2 separate regions of the Mus musculus genome follow, and region 2 is linked to region 1. Evidence: chromatin contacts called from public Micro-C data. All regions are on one chromosome and are shown on one strand. Each heading gives the region's core, a stretch centred on a gene start, on an enhancer-like site or on the middle of the called end of the contact. The rest is flanking DNA. Distances are from core to core; before and after follow the strand shown.

Region 1 (4,687 bases), core at 871-3,370:
AAGCTGTAGAGGGGCTCAGTAGTTAAGAAAACTGGCTGCTGTTGCAGAGACTGAGGTTTAGCTCCCAGAATCCACCTGGTGGCTCACAGCCATTTCTAACTCCAGTTTCAGGGGATCTGACACTGGTCTCTGGTCTCTTTGGGCACTAGGCACACAAGGAATGCACAGACTTAGGTGTAAACAAAGCGCTCATACACATAAAATAACAATGAATAAATCTTTTTTAATTAGGGGCTTAGGATGGGACTCAGTTGGTAGAGGACCACATAAACCAGGAGCGGTGGCAGAGACAGAAAGTTTAGAAATACAAGGCCATTCCATGCTACCTATGACTGTTGATGTCAGCAAAGGCTGCTGATGTCAGCAAAGGTCCTGTCTCTGAAATGAAAGAAAAGTGGGCCAAGGAGATGGCTCAGTGAGAAACTGCTGGCTGCACAAACTTGAGGAACTGAGTTCAAATCCCCAGCAGCCACCCACAGAAAACTGGCTGTGATTCCATGCATAATCCAGCACACCCGGTGGAGGGGGGTGAAGGGACAAGAGAGACAGAGACAGGCGAATCCTTAGAAGTTTACAAGCCACCTATTCTGCTGTGTGTGCAGCAGAAAATCTGAGACCCTGTCACAAGCAAGGTGAAGGGCAAGTTCAGATACCCGAGGCTGCCCTCTGACCGTCACATGGGCCAGGATATTTATGCCCCCGTGCTCATACACAAAATTGCTCTCTCTCTCTCTCTCTCTCTCTCTCTCTCTCTCTCTCTCTCTCTCTCTCTCTCACACACACACACACACATACACACACACAAATAAAAAAAAACTCTTTCTCTAAAGTATGTATTTTTCCAATTAAAGTCACTGAAATCGTCACTGAAATATCTGAGAACGTACAGGAAACAGGCTGCCGTGATTCTGACAAAACAGACCCTGCCAGGGCTGCAGTGCGAGCCTTCCTATCTGAGGAGGTCCACACATGCATGGAGCTTGTTATGGGTTGAATTGAAAATGATATCTTTTAGGAGCCAGGGAGTCCTTCCACTACATGGGTCCCAGGGATTGAACTCAGATATTCAGGACTGGTGGCAAGCTCCTTTTCCTACTGAGCCATCTCGCTGGCCCCTACTACTACTCTTTCTCTTCCTCCCCCTCTCTTCCACTTGCCCCTCTCCACCATGTCCGTCCACCATGATGCTCTGCCCCACCACGACCCAGACACACAGAAGCAGCTTCACATGGCCTGGAAGTTTGGAAACCATAAACCAAAACACATTCTTTTTCCAGTAAGCTGAAAAATAGTTCTTGGGTCTTTTCTGGAGATGAGAGTCTAAGGAACACGGGGCCGAAACACAGAAGGAGGAGTCCCGCCCCCGTTACCTGCAAACACAACCCTTTCCCACAGTGATTCAGAGAGGCCACATGGATGCCATCTCTCTAAAGGAGCATCCTTGCATGGACCAGCCATAACTGCAGGAACATGTCACTGAGCAGAAGTGGGTGGTTGGATGGGTGTGAGGTTTGTAGGCACATTCCTTCCTGTCCCATTTGCTGAGGGCCAGCCAGTGGTACCCTGGGCTTCTGTGAGCAGTAGTGTCTTAGTTAGGGTTTTACTGCTGTGAACAGACACCTTGATCAAGGCTGGCTTACAGGTCCAGAGGTTCAGTCCATTATCATCGAGGCAGGGACATGGCAGCATCCAGGCAGGCATGGTGCAGGAGGAACTGACAATTCTACATCTTCATCTGAAGGCTGCTAGCAGAATACTGGCTTTCATGCAGGTAGGATGAGGGTCTTAAAGCTCACACCCACAGTGACACACCTACTCCAACAGGGCCACACTTCCAAATAGTGCCTCTCCCTGGGCCGAGCATATACAAACCATCACTAGTAGCTGTAGTGTTCTACGGCTTCCGGTGGAGATCTGGGGTGCTGGTTGGGACTTTCTGCCCCCCATCCCTTATCTCTATCAATCATGGAGCTAAGGGAGAAGAGGGAAGGCTTAGAATGTCACAAGCAGGGTAATACCGAAGGAGAGGGTCCTGAGAAGACTTCCAGTATCCTCTGAATACAACCAACACAAGAACAGTCCCCCTAGGGGCTATGACTCACCCCCCCTCCCCGGCTCCAATTCCTGTTGTTCTTGCCCCTGCTGCAGCCTCTCTCTGTTCCAGGCATGCACATGGAAGCCTCAGCCACACCCAGGCTCCTAATTCCAGCAGATCCCGCCTGCCTGTGAGCACTCGTGGTCCCCCAGCATCCTGGCTCCTGTCCATTGGGGTCCTGGGGAACCTCTATGGATAGCCAAATGGGCCAGGTTGATCTCAGGTCCTGTCGTGCCTTGGATACCCAGGTAAAATGGAGGCCACTTTGGTGCTGAAAAAACAGCTCCGGCCAGCAGGTGTCTGCCACTGCAGGTGATCAGTCTGATCAGATGGACAAAGGACAGAGGGGCCCAGCAGAAGAGGGATCTGGTCTCAGCATCCAGATGCACAGGGGACAACCACATCTGGCTCTGCTACAGTATGCCCCACAGGGAGTGTCCTCTCTTACACAGCCCCGCGTCTCACCACAAACTCCAGCCTTATAGAGATGCTTCTCACCCCACTTCCCGGAAGGAACAGACTCCAGGCGTGATTAATCTCTCTCTCCTGTGTAGGGATGCTTGCTTCTTGGCTTCTGGACACCCATCTGGACCACCGCAAGCAAGAAGATGCTTACTCTGCCAACGCTGCCTCTCAATTGCCGAGCTCCAGCTGAAGGAGAAGTGGGGTAAGTAAGGAGGTGTCAATACCATAGCTTGTACAAAGCAGTCTGCCCGCGCGCGAATCCGCCGGTGGTAAAGCACCCAGGAAACAACTGGCTACATAAGCCGCGCACAAGAGTGCGCCCTCTACTGGAGGGGTGAAGACACCTCATCGTTACAGGCCTGATACTGTGGCACTCCGTGAAGTCAGACGCTATAAGTCCACTGAACTTCTGATTCGCAAACTCCCCTTTTAGTGTCTGGTGCGACAAATTGCTCAGGACGTCAAAACAGATCTGCGCTTCCAGAGTGCAGCTATTGGTGCTTTGCAGGAGGCAAGTGAGGCCTATCTGGTTGGCCATTTTGAAGATACCAATGTGTGTGCTATCCATGCCAAACGTGTAACAATTATGCCAAAAGATCTCCAGCTAGCATGCCGCACACGCGGAGAACGTGCTTAAGAGTCCACTATGAGGGGAAACATTTCATTCTCAAAGTTTTTTTTTTTCTCTTTTTCCTGTTATCAGTAGTTCTGAATGCTAGATATTTTTTCCATAGGGTCAAAGGTACCTAAGTATCTGATTGCAAGTGGAACAATAGGGGACAGAATCAGGCATTGGCAGTTTCTCCACGTTCATTTGTGTGTGAATTTTTAATATAAATGCAAGATGTAAAGCATTAATGCAAACAAAATGTTTCCGTGAACACATTTCAACAGTTCAGCTATAGAACAATTATAAATAAATCTGTTAAAATCTTCTGGAAAGGGCTGGAGAGATGGCTCAGCGGTTAAGAGCACTGACTGCACTACCGGAGGTCCCGAGTTCAAATCCCAGCAACCACATGGTGGCTCACAACCATCCGTAAAAAGATATGACTCCCTCTTCTGGTGTGTCTGAAATCAGCTACAGTGTACTTACATATAATAAATAAATAAATCTTTAAAAAAAAAAATCTTCTGGAAAAAAAATGTGTACTCATATGTGGACCTTGGCATCTCTGCCTCTCCATGTGTGTACGGGGGCACACATATGTGCAGGTATACACACATAATCATGAAGATATGTGTTTTATCCACATGCTGTGGCTTGTGTGGAACCCAGTTCTCTCCTTCCAACGTGGGTTCTAGGGATCAAACTTATCAGGCCTGGAGATGGCAGTGCCTGCAATAAATATGATTTCTTTTAGGAGCTGGAGAGATGGCTCAGTGGATAAGAGCACTGACTGCTCTTCCAGAGGTCCTGAGTTCAATTCCCAGCAACCACATGGTGGCTCACAACCATCTGTAATGGGATCTGATGCCCTCTTCTGGTGTATCTGAGAACAGCTACAGTGTACTCACATACATAAAATAAATAAATATTTTAAAAAATATTTTTATTTTTCAAAACAGGTTTTCTCTATATAGCCCTGGCTGTCCTGGAACTCACTCTGGAGACCAGGCTGGCCTTGAATTCAGAGATCTACCTGCCTCTGCCTTCTTAGTGCTGGTGTTAAAGGTATGCGCCACCACAGCCCAGCTAAATAAAATATTTTTTAAAATAATTCTTTTGTTAATGTCACAGACTGTTCCAGTGTCCCCAGGGGTTCACCAGATGTCCTTGAGCTCTGGATTTCAACATTCAACCACAGATCCCAATGTACAAAAGCTGCCATCTCAAACAACTGTGTGCTTTTAACATTTTTTTAAAGATTTATTTATTTACTTTATGCATATGAGTACACCATTGCTCTCTTCAGACACACCAGAAGAGGGCAGCAGATCCTATTACAGATGGTTGTGAGCCACCATGTGGTTGCTGGGAACTGAACTCAGGACCCCTAGAAGAGCAGTTGGCACTCCCAACCACTAAGCCATCTCCTCAGCCCCTTAACATTTTAAAAAATTTATTGGTATGTGTGTGTGTGCACGCATGGGCGTGCACATGTGCACACATCTGCCATGTGTGTC
Region 2 (4,687 bases), core at 1,102-3,601, 140 kb after region 1:
TTAAAAAGATTGACTTTTATTTTGTGTGTATGAATGTTCGCCTGGCGCATGTATGGGCACCACATGCAAGGTCGGAAGCAGGTGTCAGATGCCCTGGAAATGGAGTCATGGATGACTGTGAGCTGCCATGTGGGTGCTGGGAATCGAACCCAGGACTTCTGCAAGAGCAACAAATGTTCTTAACTGCTGAGCCACTGCTCCAGTCCCCGGTGCTAAACATTTGAACAACTACAACTTTGTGTGTGAGTGTGTAGGGTTGCAATGCTACAGGTTCAGAGTCAAATTACCGTGAACTTCCTTTCATTTGTCCTAACAGCCATCAATGTCTATCTCTGTGTGGGACCGAACGTCCATGTGACCTTTAGGCAAATCCTTTCAGAAGGTACAGATGGTCCTCTGGCTTCCCACCCAAAGGCTAAGAAAGTCCTCAGACAGCAGCTGAAGCTGAGATTCCCCTGCTCTCGGAAATCCACCTCCCCACGGTTTCCACCCATGTATTTAAGTTGCCTGATTTAGGGTTTTCTCTGTTCTGACATTTTAAACAACCTCATGAAACTGTTACCACGGTGGAACACAGTATTTGAGGTAACTGTGGCCACTCATATCTGGCTACAGAAGAAACTGCTAACCCCTTTGAGGTAACAACTGTTTTTTGTTTTGTCTTGTCTTACTGTGCATGGATAACAGCGTGACAGAAAATGCAGGCGTTGCCTACTTCAGAGTGTCCGATGTGATTTATTTTTATATAAACTGTGTGTATCTGCATGCACACTTGCACATGTGCCATGGTACATATGTGGAGGTCAGAGGAAACCGTGTGGGAGCTGGCTCTCCTCCCACCAGGTAGGTCCCAGGATCTAAGGCAGGCCCATCAGACTTGGTGGCAGGTGCCTTTATCTCATGATCCATTTCTCAGGCCCACCATCATAACTTAAGTGTCTTTCCATGAAATGCTAAGTTTTACAAGGAACCCACCATCAACTCTCAGCGGTGCATATGAAAGTAGGCCGGGAGGCAACCAGGGACAGTTTGTAGGGTCTGGCAGGTCTGAACTTTTACACTGGCCTTCCCCCATCCCATGCTTCTAGGGCTTGAATTTAAGGTACCCATATGCTGGGCAAGTACTGTATTACTGAAGGATGGCCCACATGCTGGGCGAGAACTGCACCATTGAACTACAGCCCTCTCACTTGACACGTACCGCACCACTGAATTACATCCCCGGATCTTGGATTTTTGAGTTTCTCTATGTAGCCAGGCTTACCTGGCTCCTGCCAGTTGATCCTGCCTCAGCCTCCCAAGTGCTGGGAACGCTGGCACACGCCAGGCCTGCTGGGGATCTGCTTCTCAACCTCACGTCCCAGCGGGTGGGGCCTTGGATCCTCTATTCCTAACCTCTCCAGCTGAGCTTCAAACCCTGCAACCCTAGCTAGCTCTGGCGTGGGCAGGACCTGGGGCCCTCCTTGCCAGTTAGCTCCCAAGTGGGACCAGTTTAGCAACCCTCACCAGCTTATGAGTGGGCAGAGCCTGAGGCCCTGCGTCACCTGACCAGCTCTCAAATGGACAGGGCCAGGGTAAGGTAGGTAAGGTAGGAGGAGTAAGGGTGTCTGGGGTGGGGTAGGGTGGGGGGTATTTGGGAGAAGGGCTATGGGGGAGGGGCAGGCACAAGGCCTAGTGTTCCCAAACAGCACCTATGGGGGTAGGGCCTGACACCCTTCCTCTGCAACAGGTTTCAGGGTGGGCAGGGCTGGCAGCCTTGATCATGGCTTTATCACAATTTAAAAGTAACTAAGACACACAGGCTGGCCTTGAACTTATGATCTTCCTGCCCAAACCCCTCCAAGTGCTGAGATAACAGGCAGGTTCCCCCTCTAACTCACACAGATGGGCCCAGCACTTCAGCCCTGGATGGCCTGGGTCCAGGCACTCACTCTTTCTCCAGCAGCTGCTCCTGCAGTGCACCCAGCTCCTCTCTCAGGCTCTTCACGGTTCCTTGGAGATGCTCTTGTTCCTCACACGGGGCCACCTTGGGCAGGTCCTCTGGGGACTGGTCCCCTTTCGGCTGCTTTTGCACTGAGATGTTGGATGGGGAGCGGACCAGGGGATTCGGATTCACCAGCTCTGAAGTCGATTGCTTTGGGCTTTCTGAGGAACTCACTTTCTGGAGGCAATGGAAGTGTTTGTTAACATGACCTCTGTTTGTGAGGTGCAGGGCCAGCCAATCTTTGGTGTATGGGAGAAGCTTCACTGTGGGGGCTGAGCCAGCAGGGCCACTGCTCTGGAAAGATTCCCTTCCTAGCAGTCAAAGCCCAAAGTGGGAAAGGGCTGGCCAGGCCCAGAGGCAGGCCATGAGTCAGAGCTACCTACACTACCACAAAGGCTACCAGGGAGGTAGGCAGGCAAGGAGGATACAGACATTGGAATGTGGGAGATTTCCAACCCTGGTGATGGACCTTCAGCCAATCTAATTCTGTCTGAAAGTAACGCCTGTCTCCCCAGGCCTTGCCTAATGGCTCTAGGGATATACCTGGGTTTTCTGAATTTCCCAGTGTGCTTTATGTATAAAGTATTTCCACAACATACACTTCTTTTGCTTTCTACTTTGTCAGTATGTGACTGTATTTAACACATTCTCCCTTAGGCTTTGCACAGCTTTGCCACACAACTGGGGAACTCTGGCTCACAACTTTTTCTTTCAATACTTGGGATAGAACCCATCCTAGGCAAGCCCCTGTACCAAGTCACACCCGCAGTCCTTCAACAGCAGATTCATTCTAGGCAGATGCTCTACCACTGAGCCACACCCCAGCCCCTCTCTGGGGGATTCTAGGTAGGGCTCTACCACTGAGCCACACCCCAGCCCCTCACTGGGGGATTCTAGGTAGGGCTCTACCACTGAGCCACACCCCAGCCCCTCACTGGGGGATTCTAGGCAGGGGCTCTACCACTGAGCCACGCCCCCAGCCCCTCACTGGAGGATTCTAGGCAGGGGCTCTACCACTGAGCCACACCCCAGCCCCTCACTGGGGGATTCTAGGCAGGGGCTCTACCACTGAGCCGAAGTCTTCCCCTTACCTACAGTCTAGGTAGGAGCTGTATCTTTAGGTTACATCCCTGTTATACAATCTCAAGATCTTAACTGGATGGACAAGTTTCCCAGAATCAGTCAGTTCTGTGGGGTTGGTGTGGGGGTGGGAGATAAGGAAATGCTCGATAGCCTCCCAGGTCTCCTGGTCAGCCGTGTAGCTGAAAAGATTGCTAAGAGTGTGAGTATTATATAAAAGTCTGGGCTTTGCAGACATATGCACGCACCAGGCTAGACCACAGGCACTTCATGGTCATACATGTTCACTTGTTGCTACAAGAAGCCCAGTAATGGGTTCCTGGGCCTGGCCCTCTATAAAATGAGGGCTGTGCATGACACAATCCTGCATCTTGCCCAGACCTGCAAGGAGTGTAGTCTTTCCTGTGTGTACTTGGTAAGGTCTGCAGAGCACCCATACGTCTGTGTTGAGTGACTTATCTCATGCTGCAGCTCTGTCTCCCACTGAACCAGATAGTAGCTGCTCCCTGGCCTGGGTAGACCCTGAGTGATCAGACATTAGACCTGCACTTACCTTTTCTAGCTCTGCGATGCGTCTCAGCAGCCGGGGCTTGCTCCAGTCCCCGTAACCTAAGAGCAGTAGGATTTACAAGACAGTGTCCATGGGCTACTGTAGTAGGATCGTTCCTCTCAGGCATGGACCCACAGCCTCTCCAGGCTGCCAGACAAGCCACAGACCCCGTGGGGCAGGTGCTTGCCCTGAGGGTTCCTTATCTCATGCCGGCCAGGCCAGCTTGGACCTAACTGGGCAGATCCCTGAGCTTCTGAGAGCTCTGTCCTGGGTACTGAGATGCTGCACTATAGTGCCAGGGTCAAGTAGTGATGGGGCTCGAACTCGGGGCTCCATGCACGCTAGGTGAGCACTCTCCCAGGTGAGCCACATCTGCAGCCTGATGATTTTTCCCCATCGATAAACTCCAAACTCTAATCTCACTCTCCACTCCTGGGACCCTCAAGGCCTGGCTCTTACCCTGTCTCTCTGCCACTGCTGACTAGCTGCGTTACTAGCTGGCTCTCTTTGCCCAACTTTCTGAATGCCCCTTCGCCAGTGCCCATCTTGCAAGCTGCAGCATGGCCTGTACCTGCCTCAGAGCTCAGCACCGCACCGCGCCCTGCCCATGTCAACTCCATTCTCTCCATAGCTCAGACAAAAAGCCCTGGGTCCTAGGGCCTGGGCTGCATCTCAGCAGTAGAGCACTTCCCTAGTCAACATTAGACCCAGGGCTTCATCCCCAGTACTGCGAAACAAAGCAAGAGACCCAGAGCTTGCTCTCCTTGTGTTTCCAGGCTACTCTGGACCACTGTGGAGCATCAGTTCATTCGACTGACAATCCTTTTGCACAGCTAAGAGGCTATGTCTGCTATGAGGCTTGTGGCCTAGATCTCCCCATCTTTGAAGCGGGGGGGGGGGGGGGCTCCTTTTCTTTCACCGTGGAACGCGGCCCGTCTCCTCATGCCTCCCTCTGTGAGTGGCCCACAGGCAGATACCCTTTATTTTGGAGATGGTGGGTGAATTGCTCAGCATGCGGTCCAGGTCCTCCTTCAGGCTCTGGTTCTCCTCGGTCAGCTCCTGCACACTCCGTG

Evidence for each region. Hi-C and Micro-C count contacts between places; a contact is called where the count stands out from the background.
Region 2: a contact with region 1 is called in a Micro-C map of trophoblast stem cells, with 4 times the contacts expected there. The contact joins two enhancer-like sites. A contact is called at or near these places in 1 of 39 promoter capture datasets (cancer-associated fibroblasts), 8 of 15 datasets of contacts at CTCF or cohesin (CD8 T cells, the G1E-ER4 cell line, the NIH/3T3 cell line and 4 more), 140 of 484 Hi-C or Micro-C datasets (the 3T3-L1 cell line, 3T3-L1-derived adipocytes, the AML12 cell line and 87 more), 9 of 115 datasets of contacts at active chromatin or transcription factors (bone marrow-derived dendritic cells, embryonic basal ganglia, embryonic forebrain and 6 more) and 5 of 9 other capture datasets (adipose tissue, embryonic stem cells, embryonic trunk and 2 more).

Annotation. Positions count from the first base shown.
Region 1 is chr5:140,543,646-140,548,332 of GRCm38.p6, forward strand. Gm42808 (a long non-coding RNA gene) reads right to left here. Exons shown (of 3, transcript XR_001785008.2): 2 at 2,594-2,746. Among named protein-coding and RNA genes, the nearest start is that of Gm42808, 3.7 kb to the right of the region's middle. Within about 2 kb of position 2,121, at least 3 of the 459 cell types and tissues checked have an H3K27ac peak or open chromatin away from gene starts, as enhancers often do. A contact at or near this core is called in trophoblast stem cells, where this site is marked.
Region 2 is chr5:140,678,785-140,683,471 of GRCm38.p6, forward strand. Iqce (IQ motif containing E) reads right to left here. Exons shown (of 23, transcript NM_028833.3): 12 at 4,592-4,687; 13 at 3,618-3,673; 14 at 1,932-2,161. Among named protein-coding and RNA genes, the nearest start is that of Iqce, 21 kb to the right of the region's middle. Within about 2 kb of position 2,352, at least 7 of the 459 cell types and tissues checked have an H3K27ac peak or open chromatin away from gene starts, as enhancers often do. A contact at or near this core is called in trophoblast stem cells, where this site is marked.